Regions from separate parts of the Oryctolagus cuniculus genome. Here region 2 is linked to region 1. The links are chromatin contacts, called in public Hi-C maps. All regions are on one chromosome and are shown on one strand. The core of a region is the stretch at or near the end of the contact, and the rest is flanking DNA. Distances in the headings are between cores, read along the strand shown. Region 1 has its middle 34 kb from the start of DIRAS3. Region 2 overlaps GNG12 (G protein subunit gamma 12).

The links. Hi-C and Micro-C count contacts between places; a contact is called where the count stands out from the background.
Region 2: a Hi-C map of an unstated tissue shows a contact between it and region 1, with 5 times the contacts expected there. The contact joins two enhancer-like sites. A contact is called at or near these places in 3 of 6 Hi-C or Micro-C datasets (ear pinna, skin fibroblasts and an unstated tissue).

The regions. Positions count from the first base shown.
Region 1 is chr7:104,489,840-104,493,160 of mOryCun1.1, reverse strand. No RefSeq gene overlaps it. Among named protein-coding and RNA genes, the nearest start is that of DIRAS3, 34 kb to the left of the region's middle. Within about 2 kb of position 1,725, at least 2 of the 8 cell types and tissues checked have an H3K27ac peak or open chromatin away from gene starts, as enhancers often do.
Region 2 is chr7:104,788,349-104,791,773 of mOryCun1.1, reverse strand. All of the region lies in intron 2 of GNG12 (G protein subunit gamma 12), which reads right to left. Among named protein-coding and RNA genes, the nearest start is that of GNG12, 74 kb to the right of the region's middle. Within about 2 kb of position 2,088, at least 2 of the 8 cell types and tissues checked have an H3K27ac peak or open chromatin away from gene starts, as enhancers often do.

The DNA of each region.
Region 1 (3,321 bases), core at 476-2,975:
GTTAAGTGACCTCACTGCCTTCCACCTGACCTGACTGCCCCTTAGCCGGTCCAGCTGCTCACACCCCCGCCTCGTTCACCCTTGTCCGTGCATGTGCGCCCCCCGCCCGGAGAGGCCAGACAGAGGTTCAAATCAGGGAGCCCACCGGTCTTCCGCTTATCATTTTTATCTGTTTGCCTGTTGCCCTGAACTGAATGTTTGCATTTCCTGAGAAGTCAGCTGTTGAGACTCTAACCCCAATCTGACAGTTTTAGTAGATGGGGCCTTTGGAATATAATTTGGCTGTGAGGGTGCAGCCATCGCCATGGAGTTAGCGCCGTTATAAGAACAGACATGAGCTATCAGTTATCAAATATCCCTGCCACCCCACCATGTGAGGGAAGCAGGAAGAGACACAGGACCTGCTGGCACCTTGATCTTGGACTTCCGGCTTCCAAGACTGTGAGAATAAGTGGCTGTTGCTTAAGCTCCCCGCCTGTGGTGTGCTTGTTCCAGCAGCCACAGCTAAGACAGCTTATAAGAGCATTTGGAGAAGATGGGTGAACTCAGATCCCTCGGTTCTAGAATGTTCTCTGGCCTCAATTCAGAAACCCAGAGAATGATGAAAGCTGAGGAGAGGACCACTCTGAGGTGAGCAGGGAGAAGCTAGCGAAAGCGGCCCCAGCTGAGTCACTGAGCCTGTTTTCCATACAGAAACGGGGGTCCAGATGTTCTCATTTGGGGTGATTCACCCTTCCTTAAGGAGACATCCGAATATGGAAAGGGAATTTGGTTATCACAATGACGGGGTGACCTTGGCAAAAGTCTGAGATGCCAAACACCCCTCCCTCACTGCGCAGGGAGGGAGCCGCACCCTGAATCGCAGTGGAGCCCTAACTGAGAAGGCCGCCCTTGAGCAACCTTCCACGCTTCCCGGGATCATCTGCCCGTGCGTGGTGTTCACTGCCGGGCGGGAAAGCTGCTGGAGCCGGCACACAGCACGCGGGGCTCCCGTGCTCCCTCGGGACAACGAGGGATCTGTTCCAGGGGGCTCTGTTCCCGCTCGGGTCCTGCGTGGCAGCTGAGCTGTCCTTGCTGGCGAGAGATTTAACTGAATTCAGCCGAGGTGGAAATAGCAGACCGGTTGCTTCCAGGATCCGGTTTGCTCCAGTTCGAACCGCATGCTCAGAACCACTTGTGCAGGCAGGGCTTTGTCGTCCCGTGTGAAGCTGAGCAGCGCCCTCCCTGGGCCATTGTGGGAAAGTACACAGCTGACTGCTTTGAGAAGATGCGCTGGTCACAGGTGACCTGAGCAAACTGGCCGGCGCCCGCCCACGCAGGTGCCCTGTGAACCCTGGACAGAGGGTCCGGGCGGGGGGAAGGAAGCCGCACCCAGGGGTGCACAACTTGATGCGAGACTGAGGCCATACTTGCTCTCTTGGTCAGGCACAAGCTGTACAGCCGTGCCTGGTAGACTCTCTTGAGCTCTACCGTCATTTACATAGTCTCTCTCATTATCCGAGTACTTTAAGGTCTGACTCATTTTCACTCCTCTGGGAAGCCCTCTTGGATTGCCCCGCCCAGAAATCACTGGAAAATACCATTGTGTCTCTCATGGGTCACTGGCTACACGGTTCCTGTACCGGGAAATTTGGTCTCTAAGAAGATTACTGAAGGTGGAAACCTAATTTGACGAGACGTGCCCCCACTCCCGGCTGCTCCTAAGAATCCCGCTAAGCAGTTGTCATGGTAACAAACTGCTTCTCTCCTTGCTCTCTTGGAACAAAACTATCTGTGAAAGAGCGAGGAATAGCCGGCGCCGCGGCTCACTAGGCTAATCCTCCGCCTAGCGGCGCCGGCACACCGGGTTCTAGTCCCGGTCGGGGCGCCGGATTCTGTCCCGGTTGCCCCTCTTCCAGGCCAGCCCTCTGCTGTGGCCAGGGAGTGCAGTGGAGGATGGCCCAGGTGCTTGGGCCCTGCACCCCATGGGAGACCAGGAAAAGCACCTGGCTCCTGGCTCCTGCCATCGGATCAGCGCGGTGCGCCGGCCGCAGCGCGCCGGCCGCGGCGGCCATTGGAGGGTGAACCAACGGCAATGGAAGACCTTTCTCTCTGTCTCTCTCTCTCTCACTGTCCACTCTGCCTGTCAAAAAAAAAAAAAAAAAAAAAAGAATAAAAAAAAAAAAAAAAAAAAAAAAAGAAAGAGCGAGGAATGTGGCTCCCTGCATAGACTGGCAGTGAGACATCAGGCAAATGTTGAGGCCAAAGTCGTGACGCAGGGTCAGTTTGCTGTCCTTATACTTGGCCTGGACTGCTTTGGTCCACTCTCTGGGGTCATCGGCCAGCTTGCGCCCCACACCCCTGAGGCCCAGAGCAGGAAGCCCACTGTCTCCATCCACCCCTCTGAGGCCACAACAGCATTGTCCAGTGTCCCAGGACCATAAAAGCGCCCATGTGCTTACAGGTGGACGCCTTCACAGGTGAGCTGGTGGAGCCAGATTTATGAGTTGGAGAAAGAGATGTTTGGGATGGTTTTAAACAGCTTTGGCACTTCGCAGAGGTCCTGAACCACTTACAAACTGAAATGTAATACATGCCATCCCAGTGAATCTTCCAGAAAATGCCAGAAAAGGGTCATCATGGCTGAGAAACCCTACTAATTACTCAGCCCTCCTGTGTCGCATGCACTGGCTAGGTTCTGGACCCACAGCTGGGGATGAAGCCGACAGAGCCCTCAGGGTCCTCTCCAGCTAACAGCCCAGCCCCCTATTCCCAGCAGGTGGGAGGTGGGAGGGGGCTACACCAGGCACTCTGGGGACAGACTCTTCATCCCACATCTGTCTGCATCAGCATTGCCCTGGGAGCCCATCAGAAACGCAGACTAAGGCTCCTACCCGAACCATCTGATTTAGACACTGCCTGTTGGAGATAGCTTTGTAAATTATTTGTTTTATTACTTTTTTTTTATGTGACAGGCAGAGAGAAACAGACACATAGATGGACAGAGTCCCATGTGTTGGTTCACTCCCAGAATGTCCACAACAGCCAGCCAGGTCTGAGCCAGACTGCAGCCAGGAGCCCGGAACGTCATCTAGATCTCCCATGTTGGAGGCAGGGACCCAGCTACTTGAGCCGTCACCTGCTGCCTCCCAGGGTGCCCATGAGCAGGAAGCTGGGATCCTAAGCAGAGCTGGGGCTGTAACCCAGGTCCTCTGCTATGGACGTGAACTTCTCAAGTGATGTCTGAACCGCTGGGCCAAATGCTTACCCTCGAGACAGCTTAGTAGGAGTCCCCTGATGGGCTGTGTGCAGGTGAAGGTTTGGAAAACCCTGCTGGAGAAT
Region 2 (3,425 bases), core at 839-3,338, 300 kb before region 1:
CTGGAGCTGGGCCAATCCGAAATCAGGAGCTTCTTCTGGGTCTCCCACATGGGTGCAGGGCCCAAGGACTTAGGCCATCCTCTACTACTTTCCCAGGCCATAGAAGAGAGCTGGACTGGATGTGGAGCAGCCGGGACTAGATCCAGCACCCATATGGAATGCCAGTACTGCAGACGGCAGCTTTACCCACTATACCACAGTGCCAACCCCTGAACCTAGTTTTTAACCTTTCCACTTACATGGACTCCAAATTAAGAATTTCTAACCCATTGGACTCCAAACCCAGAAATGTTATCTGTTTGCCATTCGCTTTCCTTCCATCCTTCTGGTAACAAAAGCCCTCCTGTTCTCATAGGAATCCTAGTCCATCTAATTCTGGTGGGACTTTCTCTCATGGGACACACGAACAAGCTGTGGCCAAAGAGAAATGGCTTATGGTCTACTACCTACTTTTGGCTACCTTCTTGATTCAGGCAGGCAATCCAAATTAGGTCAACCAAAAGCCCTTCTCAGTACTACTACTAAAATCATGGCTAGAGGCACCTTGTTCATTGAAATCCATAGTTGTGAGAATGATGGAGACCTTCAGTGCTGATGCTACCATGGAGAGAAAGAGCAAAGCTAAGAATGAAGCCAACAGTTAAGCCGAGCCAAGACACAGAGAGAGCAAGCAAGCATGAAAGAGAATGGCCTGGTGACACCTTCTGAACCCCTGGATACAGCTATGCCTGAAGCCTGCACAACTTAAGGATCCCAGTCATGTTAGACAAGAATCCAGCTTATATGAGATTTCTGATGCTTGCAACCGAGATAATTCTAGCTAATAAACTTGATTCAAAGGAAATTCTCCGGGACCAGAGCCATGGTGCAGTAGGTTAATTCTCTGCCTGCAGCGCTGGCATCCCATATGGGTGCCGGTTCTAGTCCCGGCTGTTCCTCTTCCAATCCAGCTCTCTGCTGTGGCCTGGGAAAGCAGTGGAAAATGGCCCAAGTGCTTGGGCCCCTGCACCCACGTGGGAGATCGGGAAGAAGCTCCTGGCTCCTGGTTTCAGATCAGTGCAGCTCCAGCCATTGCAGCCATTTGGGGAGTGAACCAACGGAAGGAAGATCTTTCTGTATGTCTCTTCCTCTCACTGTCTGTAACTCTACCTCACAAATAAAACACACACACACACACACACACACACACACAAAGGAAATTCTTCTTCATGGGTTGTCCTTGTGGAATTCTAGGAGTTTCTTTCTGAAAATAATCCTAACAATTAGAAATTTTTTCTTCCTGGAGCCAGCATTGTGCTACCTGCTCCTATATGGGTGCTTTTTTTGTGTCCCAGCTGCTCCACTTATGATCCAGCTCCATGACAATGGCCTGGGAAAGCAGCAGAAGATGGCCCTGGTGCTTGAGCCCCTGCACCCATGTGGGAGACCCAAAAGAAAGTACAGGTTCCTGACTTCAGCTTGACTCAATCCTGGCCATTGTAGCCAACTGGCCAGTGAACCAATGGATGGAAGATCTCTCTCTCTCTCTCTCTTTCTGTAGCTTTCAGATAAATGAATCTTTAAAAAAAAGTTTTTTTTTTCTTCCTATGACACTCCTGCAAAAAATCAGGGCTTAATATTATGCCCCTTCTACCTTCTGCATCAACCGGACAGCCAGTCAGGGCTGCCACCAAAACTCCTGTAATAAATATTAAAGTTGCTGACCAGGAGGCGGAAGATAGTCTGTTATTATCAAAGACATACTGTGCGGCAAGTCCCATGAGCCTCTGAAACTGCCCCGAGAGGTACTGAACATTGCACGGTCAGAGGAGCCCTGGAGCCCTGGGCTTGCACAGGAGGGCTACACAGGGTGCACAGGAGGAGGGGCTCACAGGTCAAAGTAGACAGGGTCAGCGTTCATGTGTGTGTGTGCAAAGCCACTTCCACAGGTTGCTGTGGTTCAGAATGGCAGGGACTAAGAAAAACGAAGTTCATCGGGTACAGTCAGCAAGTTGTTTGTTATTCTTTCAGAGCAAGGGTGGAGAGTTGACTTCAACTCATGTGCCAAGTACGGTCCACGGCCAGATGCCAAGGTTCAGCATGAAGACAGCCCTGACAATCTGCCAAGTCCACCACGAAGCGGGCAGGGAAGGGGGAATGTGAATTATGTATTTGTTATTCCAGTTGGGACTCTTCGATTTTACCCTCGGATGAAGCAGGGCCGAGAGACAAATGCACAGCTGGACTGCACTGAGGTGTGTTACCCCTTTGCCTACATCGAGGGGGAGCCCAGCTACTCCCTGACTACAGGGATGGTGCCTGCTGCGCTGTCTGCTCTCTTCTCCATGAGCACCCTGAAGACGTCTCCCTCCATCTTCTTCTGAGTATCCAGGGTGTTTTATCTTCAGCCGCCGTGCGCTGTGACCGAGAGGGTTATGAGGCGAGACTGCTGGACTTGCTAGCAAATGACAGGCTCTCACCCATGCACAGGGGTCTCCTCCTCCCTCTGATGTCATCCTACGTGTTCATCCCCACCGCCTTCCTCCCTCCATTTTCTGAATCTCATTGGAAAATGTTCAGTTCAGGAGCCTCTGAAGAAGGCAGGCACAGGCCGGCGCCGCGGCTCACTAGGCTAATCCTCCGCCTTGCGGCACCAGCACACCGGGTTCTAGTCCTGGTCGGGGCACTGGATTCTGTCCCGGTTGCCCCTCTTCCAGGCCAGCTCTCTGCTGTGGCTAGGGAGTGCAGTGGAGGATGGCCCAAGTGCTTGGGCCCTGCACCCCATGGGAGAGCAGGAGAAGCACCTGGCTCCTGCCTTCAGATCAGCGCAGTACGCCGGCCGCAGCGCGCCAGCCGTGGCGGCCATTGGAGGGTGAACCAACGGCAAAGGAAGACCTTTCTCTCTGTCTCTCTCTCTCTCTCTCACTGTCCACTCTGCCTGAGAAAGACAGAAAGACAGAAAGACAGAAAGAGAGAGAAAAAAAAAAAAAAAAAAAGAAGGCAGGCACAAAGACCGGATCGCAGCAATGAAAACAGTGGAAACCAAACCCTCCTAAGATGGCGAGCGGAAGCCAGTTTTACAAACGCTGCCTTCTGGGACAGTCATTGTGAGAAAGCTGCGAGTGTGCCTGTGGACAGGGTGGTAGCCTTGGGCCCAGAATAGCTCGGGCCAAACTGCCAAGTCAGCAGGTATCTCAGCCCTCCCTCCCTCGTCTCGCTGTGCTGCTTCCTACCCACCCGAGCACCCCCCACCGCCTTAGGTAGCTGGTGTCCTCCGGTCTATTCCCGAGCATCCACACCGTGCTCTTTAGTACTACTGGGTGCTCTCCCTTCCTCAACCTCTCCCACCAAGTCAAACCACCTAAAACCTCCAGAGGACCTTGTCCTTGACTCTTTCAGGGGTGGATAATACCGTAGCACCGTTCCTCTCCCAGAGACAGGGACTT